Linked DNA regions of Mus musculus: region 1 is linked to region 2. The links are chromatin contacts, called in public HiChIP or PLAC-seq maps. All regions are on one chromosome and are shown on one strand. The core of a region is the stretch at or near the end of the contact, and the rest is flanking DNA. Distances in the headings are between cores, read along the strand shown.

What was found. HiChIP or PLAC-seq counts read pairs in DNA pulled down with a chosen protein or histone mark.
Region 1: an H3K27ac HiChIP or PLAC-seq map of embryonic stem cells shows a contact between it and region 2, with 5 read pairs. The contact joins two enhancer-like sites. A contact is called at or near these places in 1 of 115 datasets of contacts at active chromatin or transcription factors (embryonic stem cells) and 1 of 9 other capture datasets (adipose tissue).

The regions. Positions count from the first base shown.
Region 1 is chr1:153,214,071-153,217,772 of GRCm38.p6, reverse strand. No RefSeq gene overlaps it. Among named protein-coding and RNA genes, the nearest start is that of Lamc2, 29 kb to the right of the region's middle. Within about 2 kb of position 1,877, at least 6 of the 459 cell types and tissues checked have an H3K27ac peak or open chromatin away from gene starts, as enhancers often do. A contact at or near this core is called in embryonic stem cells, where this site is marked.
Region 2 is chr1:153,007,423-153,011,077 of GRCm38.p6, reverse strand. All of the region lies in intron 1 of Nmnat2 (nicotinamide nucleotide adenylyltransferase 2), which reads right to left. Among named protein-coding and RNA genes, the nearest start is that of Nmnat2, 54 kb to the right of the region's middle. Within about 2 kb of position 1,542, at least 51 of the 459 cell types and tissues checked have an H3K27ac peak or open chromatin away from gene starts, as enhancers often do. A contact at or near this core is called in embryonic stem cells, where this site is marked.

The DNA.
Region 1 (3,702 bases), core at 628-3,127, 210 kb before region 2:
TATAAATGGTTAGAACCATGGTACCTGTAAAGCGCTTCTAACCGGACCTCCTCAGAGAAAGCTTTGGAGACACTGGTTAACCTTTACCAGAATAGTCGCAACCCTCCTCTCGCCCCATCAGCAGGGTCTGATTCAGAAGGGAATGTTAATCCTTTCGCTACCTTGTAGGAGCGGTAGGTCGAGTGGTTAAAGGTTGCTACCTTCATTTCCCCTGAGTTTACAGCTTAAAGAAACGCACCAGCCTCTCGGCACCAGCTTGGGATACCTGGCAGCCAAGAGGGTGTTGAAGTAGAAAGCAAGGCCACCTGCCTGAGGCACAGGGGGACCCAGCCTGTAGGAAAAGCCAATCTCCCAGACCCATGGCTTATGAAAATAGAAACTGGGCCATTTTAACTTGCGTGGGATTGTGTCTGTTCACTGTAAGCAGATTTAAATGAAGTATTAACAAGTGGGGGGGGGGGGGTAGAGAGATGGCTCGGAAGTTAGGAGCACGCACTGCTTCATCCTGAGGACCAGGCTGCAGGGGAGAGAGTTGTGAACACCTTCATTGGGCAGCTCACAAATGTCTCTAACTCCAGCTCCGAAGGGTCCACCACCCCCTTCTGACTCAAGGAGCAATGTCACTGACAGGCGCAGTTGCACAGGCACACACACTCACAGATAAACACAATTTTTTAGAGTCTTTACGGGTACTTTTTAAATCAATAAGCAGTATTGGGGGTGGGGTGCAGTTCTACTAAGTAGCTCATCCAATTTAAACTTAACCCTGACTAGCTTACAAATAAATGAGACTCAGGCTATGGTTATTTGATTTGGCTTTGACAGTTACTGGGGGGAGGGGAATGTCACCCCTAATCTACTCTTTTCACTGCTGGCCTGGCTGCCTCCCCAGCAGTGTATCCTAGATACTTGCTGTTTCTCCTGGCCATGTGCTCACAGTCCATCTCCCCTCATGTCGCTTCCTCCTCTCCTCTTGTTTTTTCCTCCTCCTCCTGGTCTCTCTTATCCAACAGGTAACTCAAAACCCACCCACCTTAATTCCCCCAGGAACCGGCTGTAACCAATTTTATTTAACCATTAGTTTTAAATCAAAGAACGTGGATTGCACAACAAAAGCTTGTAAAAGTAAGAATTCACTGGTGGGCCTAGACCTTCTGGTACAGAATTTAGCATTACAATACATAGCAGCAGACCAAACCTCAATTTATCTCAGAGGCAGCACTAGTTCTGAACAAGTATACGTTCCACAAGCTAGAGAAAGTACCCAAGGAGCTAAAGGGATCTGCAACCCTATAGGTGGAACAACATTATGAACTAACCAGTACCCCGGAGCTCTTGACTCTAGCTGCATATGTATCAAAAGATGGCCTAGTCGGCCATCACTGGCAAGAGAGGCCCATTGGACATGCAAACTTTATATGCCCCAGTACAGGGGAACGCCAGGGCCAAAAAGGGGGAGTGAGTGGGTAGGGGAGTGGGGGTGGGTGGGTATGGGGGACTTTTGGTATAGCATTGGAAATGTAAATGAGCTAAATACCTAATAAAAAAAGGAAAAAAAAAAAAAAGACTTGAGGTCACCGAAGCAAAAGTGAAACGCATCCTTCTGAAAGGAAAGCCAGATAGCAAAAGTGCAATCAAAAGTCAAAGGATGCGTGGATTGGAAGTTCAAACCCAAGAAACTTGGTACTTGGCTTTGTCTTTGCTTTAACTCCTCTCTGTCAGAAGTTCCTTCTTCCCTTCCCTCAGGACAGTGGAGCCTGATGTCAAGGAGTCACCTACTCTGTTGGAACCGTCTGGTCCATCCTGAGTCTAGCATTATGGGCCTGCCTGGCTGTTAGCATGCCCGCCCTCAGCATGCGTTCATCATTCAAGCATCCCTTGATTGTCTGTCAAGTCATTTCCACCTGCAGGGAGGCCCTTAGGCTGGAAGGCAGCAGTTACTGAGGTCTTCTCAGCGGCAGGGAAGTGACTGTTTGCCTCATCTTGCAACTGCTAGCTTTTCTCCCCTCCCTCCACCCACATTCTGCACCCACAGCCCTACCTGAGTGAGCATAGACTGACTCTTATTTGAAAGGAGATAAACAAAACCACGGGAACCAAATGGCACAGCACACGATGACATAGACCCACATCCATCCCTTCACATCTGTGGATTGTAGCCAGAGTCCCTCCGGTAGCCTGATCCGATCCCCTAACTCTTGGGAATGATTTTCAGTAAAATTTTAACTGATTAGTTGTGTTCTCCTAAGCCTTAGAATGAATACAGGCCATAAAGGTATAACTCAGAGTAGTTTGTATCTGTTAAAAGTTTGGCAACAGGCTCTTATGTATGTATGTAACCTTGCCAAGTGCATGCCTTTAATCCTAGAATTTGGAAGGCAGGCAGAACACTGTAAATCCTAAGTCACCCTAGCCTCTACAGGGAGTTCTAGGCTGGCCAGGGATACACAGTGAGACCCTGTATCAAAGACAAACAAATAAAAATAAAAAGGAAGGTTCGTTGGGGCTGGTGTGTGCTTAGCAGTGTTAGGTCTGGCATCCTGAGTTCCACCCCTGGGACCCACAACGGTATCAGGAGAGAACGGATCTTTGTAAATCCTTTTCTACCTCTGTACACATGCACCCCACACACAGACACATACATAAATAGATGTAATTTTAATTTTAAAAAATGTAACCTATTGTGTCACTTCCCATGAGGATGTCCAAATGAACTTAAATGATGCTCCACGAAGATGCCTGGTTCTACCTTTGATGGCCATCTTTCTGTCTTCCCACAATGCAAGCAACAAAAGCCAATTTTGTACTTTTCAGCTGGTGCCACTGGGACCCACCCTATGTTGTCTACCACCACTCTGAGATCCTCCACCATTTCAGTAACTCAGCGCAACTCTCCGATTTGCTTTGTTGTTTTTGGTCGTGGTAAAGCTTTCCAGAGCCATCCTGGGTACTCAGTCTCTTCTAAGATAGCTGTCTCATTCTCCTTAACCTCTTCTCTGCCAGTTGCCCCCAGACTGTCCATGGATTGCCTCTTTCCTCCTGACAATGGTCTCTGTGTGAGGTTAGTGCCGAGTAAGCACAAGCTCAGCTTGAACAGGACTGTCTGAGAGATGGGCTGTCCGATGGCAGATTACAAGCTTCTGGGCTGCTGAGCCAGCACGGAAGGCAAAACCTCAAGAGGCTATGATTTCCATGATTACACGTTCAGCGCGCTCAGAGAATATGTGAAGACCTGATGCCCTCCTTGCTACAATCTGTACAGTGCTGTCTCAGCGGACTGTCCTAGACCATCAGGCTTGGCCCAAGGGGTGAACGTTGTCACCAGGTGCCAGATGGGAGCTCTAAGAATCTACAGGAGGATCCTGGGAGGGTTGGCACTGCCAGGATAGCTTGATGTTTTAGAAAGTGCCTTCATGGGGCTGGAGAGACAGCGCCTTGGTGGTTAAGAGCACGGGTTGCACTTGCAGAGAATGGGGGGGGGGGGTTCAATTGCCAGCACCCACATGGTAGGTAGCTCCCAGTCCGCTATAATTCCTGTTCCAGAGGATCTGACACCTTCTCCTGACCTCTGCTGCCACCAGGCATGCGCATAGTATACACACACAAACATACGTGCAGGCAAAACAACAAAACAATCTAAACATAACATAAAAATAAATAAGTAAAAATTGTGCCTTGGTGGTCATTTTCTCGATGCCACAT
Region 2 (3,655 bases), core at 293-2,792:
GATCCACTGCTAAATTCTACCTGTTTTATTTCTAAACTATAATCTTCTCTCAGTCGCCACAGGAATCACTCAGCAAGCAAATCACCACCTAGGCCAGCACTCTCTGAAAGCTTCCTAACAGCTCTCCCTCCACCTTCCCCGCCCTCCCTCTCGTCCACCCTTTGCAGTGCCAGCGAGTCACGTTTCAGAACATCACTGTTCTGCTCAGAAGTCTCCTCACTGGGCACAGCACACAGCCTCAGCTCCATCCTGGCCCATGGAATGGACTCCTGCACAGTCCATTCAGCCGTACCCTGATGAGTCACAGTCCCACTTGCCCAGTCTCGACCATACTGTTGTGGTGTCATGGTCACCAATCTCCAAGTCACGCCTCTCTTTTCCTCCTCCTCACACCTTCCCATAATTCCTTAGAAGCTGTTTCCTCAGAGACTGCTGAGATTTTGCCCCTATGAGTTAGAGCCTATCTAGCTCTGCCAGAGCCCTTTATCCCCCATCCCTAAAGCCTATCACTGCCTAGTCACTGGTCACTGGTTTGGCTCAGCCGCCTCAGTATCAATGGAGACCCAGGAATGCATATGAGGCTCCGTTTCAGATCCATTGCATCAGAAAGGAAGCTTGGGCCATCATCTGAGCTCTAGCTGATCTTCTGGATTGATTTGATACCCACAAAGATTAAGAACCAATACCATCATCTGTGGTAGATTAATCAGCTTCTGATCCTCTAACTTGAAAAGTACTCAGTTTCCTAAATCCTCAAAATAATGTGACAAGTAGGCCATCTCTGCATTTTATAGATGGGTATATGTATATAATTAAAAATTTTAATTTAATTAGCATTTCACTGTGCAGTTTCTGTTGGCCTTAAAACTCTTGATCTCCCTACCCTATCCCCTGGGGTTACAGGCGTGGGCCACCACATCCAGCCAGATTGTAAAATTATATTTATCAACGTGTTCTGTAGATGAGGATAATGTTGAACTTCTGACCCCCTGGTCTCCACTGCTCCAGATTTTTTTCCTCAATGAGCCACAAAGAGTATTTTATTTTGTCTTACAATACTCCCTTAGTAGTGGCAAAGCCAAATATTTTAACCTAGTTCTGTCCAAATAGAGACTTCATTGTAGCCTCAAAGCTATACTGTCCCACCTGAATTAGAAAGATCCAGAGTCGTGAGCCACTTCTGGTGTACTGCCAGTGTGGGAACAACCCACAGTACTTTGTATCACCCATCTGGGTGTGCAGGCTAGCATGTACCTGTGTAAGACTCCAGGGAGCCTTAGCTTACTGGGGACTCTCTGAGTGACAATGTAGAGGCAGGATCGATGCAAAAAGCAAGAGGAATTTATTGTTCCGGTGCACTGGGGTCCTTCCCAGACTCAAAGGACAGGCGGCAACCCCCAGCACTCTGTCGGTGAGTTTTTATATGGTTTCCAGGGGCAGAACAGGGCATCAGCAACTAGGCACAATATGATTGGCAGCACAGTACACCCTTTAAACTGGTCTTTAGCAAATGAGGTGACAAGGACTTCCCTTGTCAGAAGGTGCGCAACGTTCAGTCCTGCGGAATGTGTCCCCACCCGCAGGTCGGTTCCCTCCCTGTGGTCTGAGGAATGTTAATTAGCCTCTCCCTTCCGGAGAGGCAAGGGTTTCATGACCTTCCCAAAGTTCCTGAGCTGACCTTTTCACCTGTTATATCTCAGAGCATGAAAATGTAGTCACTACCATGCAGGTCTGAACCTCAGATGGTTTTGTTTCACCTTGGACCTACATCTGGCTCCCAATAGATTACAGATCTCTAGTGATCCCACCATCATGTCAGATATAAGATCAACTAGAAAAAATTTAGTTTCTACATGACTGCTTTTGACTGTGTCCGTGGTATATAAATGAGCTGAGTTAACTAGCAAGGAGGTGAGAGGTATTTACTTCTGGAAGATGAAGTAATTTTGTCAGACTGCAGACGCTGTTTATATAAGTAGAAGATGGAGGTTTCTGGATCAAATCAGATACACCTAAGGACGAGTCTCTTAAAACCCAAGCAACTTTTCACTAATAGGGTGATGTCTGCTGTTAGTATTCATAGCGCAAATTTATATTTTTTTTATATATTTTTATATTGTTTTAATTTGTCTTTTAAAATGTTGACCTTGGGCAAAAATTAAAAAGAGAGGAAGAAAGGAGTATTATAAATTCAAGGTCACCTGGGAGTGGTGGCGCATGCCTTTAATCCCAGCACTTGGGAGGCAGAGGTAGGTGAATTTTTGAGTTTGAGGCCAGCCTGGCCTGCAGAGTGAGTTCCAGGACAGGCAGAGCTATACAGAGAAGCCCTGTCTTGAAAAACCAAAAAAATAAAAATAAATAAATAAAGTCAAGGTCAACCTCAGATTGTAGCAAGTTCAAGGCTCAAAGAGACCTTTCAAAAAACAAACAAATAAATCAACAACAACAAAACAGGCACAACAGCTTTCCTCTGAAAACTTACATTTACATCATGACATGAATGGAAAGTAGAGTGTTGGTGAGGCGTAGAGACAGAGTATCAAACACAGGACCAGGTGCTTAGGTAGCTCCGAGAAGATGCTAAAGTCACTAGAACACTCTGGGAACCCTGCACAGGATGTTTTTCTGAAGGACAGTGGGGAAAAAGGAAAGTCTGGAACTAAGATACAAAGCAATAGATGTGACCAAGATACAAAGTAAATACATCAAGCAAAGATACAAAGTAAATACATCCTGCCACACTTTGACCCAAGTTCAGATGGAAGAGCAGGTCTGAGAGACAGAAAACAAAAAACAACAATCAAACACCCGCCCCCCCCCCCTCCAGCAGTTCCCTGTTGGGGGCTTGGAGGGAGGGGGAGAAGGGATTTGGAGTGGTAGCTTTGCCACTCCACATCCCTAGGCCCCACCTGACCCCTACCCATCACTTCAGGTTCCTATATCTGTCCATTCCCGAACGTTTTTAGAGTCTTTAAGAGGACCAAGAGTATGGAGCATTCTTCTTCTGCCTTCTCTGTCTGTTCCTCTACCAGATGGCAGTAAGCCGAGAGGTCCAGGGTACACACTGGAGCTGGTGCCCAGAGAAGCTTGCTGCAAAGCCACTCCTGATTCAGCCTGGCCTCGCTGCAGGAGCCATCGGGGCAGCAGTAGCATTCTTATAATGCAGAACTAAGAAAGTGAATTGGCTTTCCTTGGTAAATCGTTTGAACACACTTACTAAGATTCCCTTTTGTGTTATATATTTTTATTGTTGCTTTGACCAAAATCTCAACAAGAAGCTTGAGCGAGGAAGGGTTTATTTTGGCTCACAATTTGAAGGCACAGTCCACCATGGTGGGAAGGGAAAGGCATGGCTCATGGCAGGGGGAACATGAGGCGGGGGATTCCTTACATCTCAGTGGACCTAGAAACAGGGAGCAAGTCCATAACTCCCGCCCCATCCTATGGCCCACTTCCCTCAGCCACCCACTTTGCTGAAGATTCTATGGGTTCTCCAAGCTGCTCCATCAATCACCTGAGGACCAACTGTTCAAATATTGAGCAGGTCAGGGTCATGTCACATGGCGATGATAACTTTCTATCTCAAAAAAACGTCCAAACTTAATATCAATTGCGGGCATACGGAAGTGCTTATTATCTTATAGATAGGTGATTT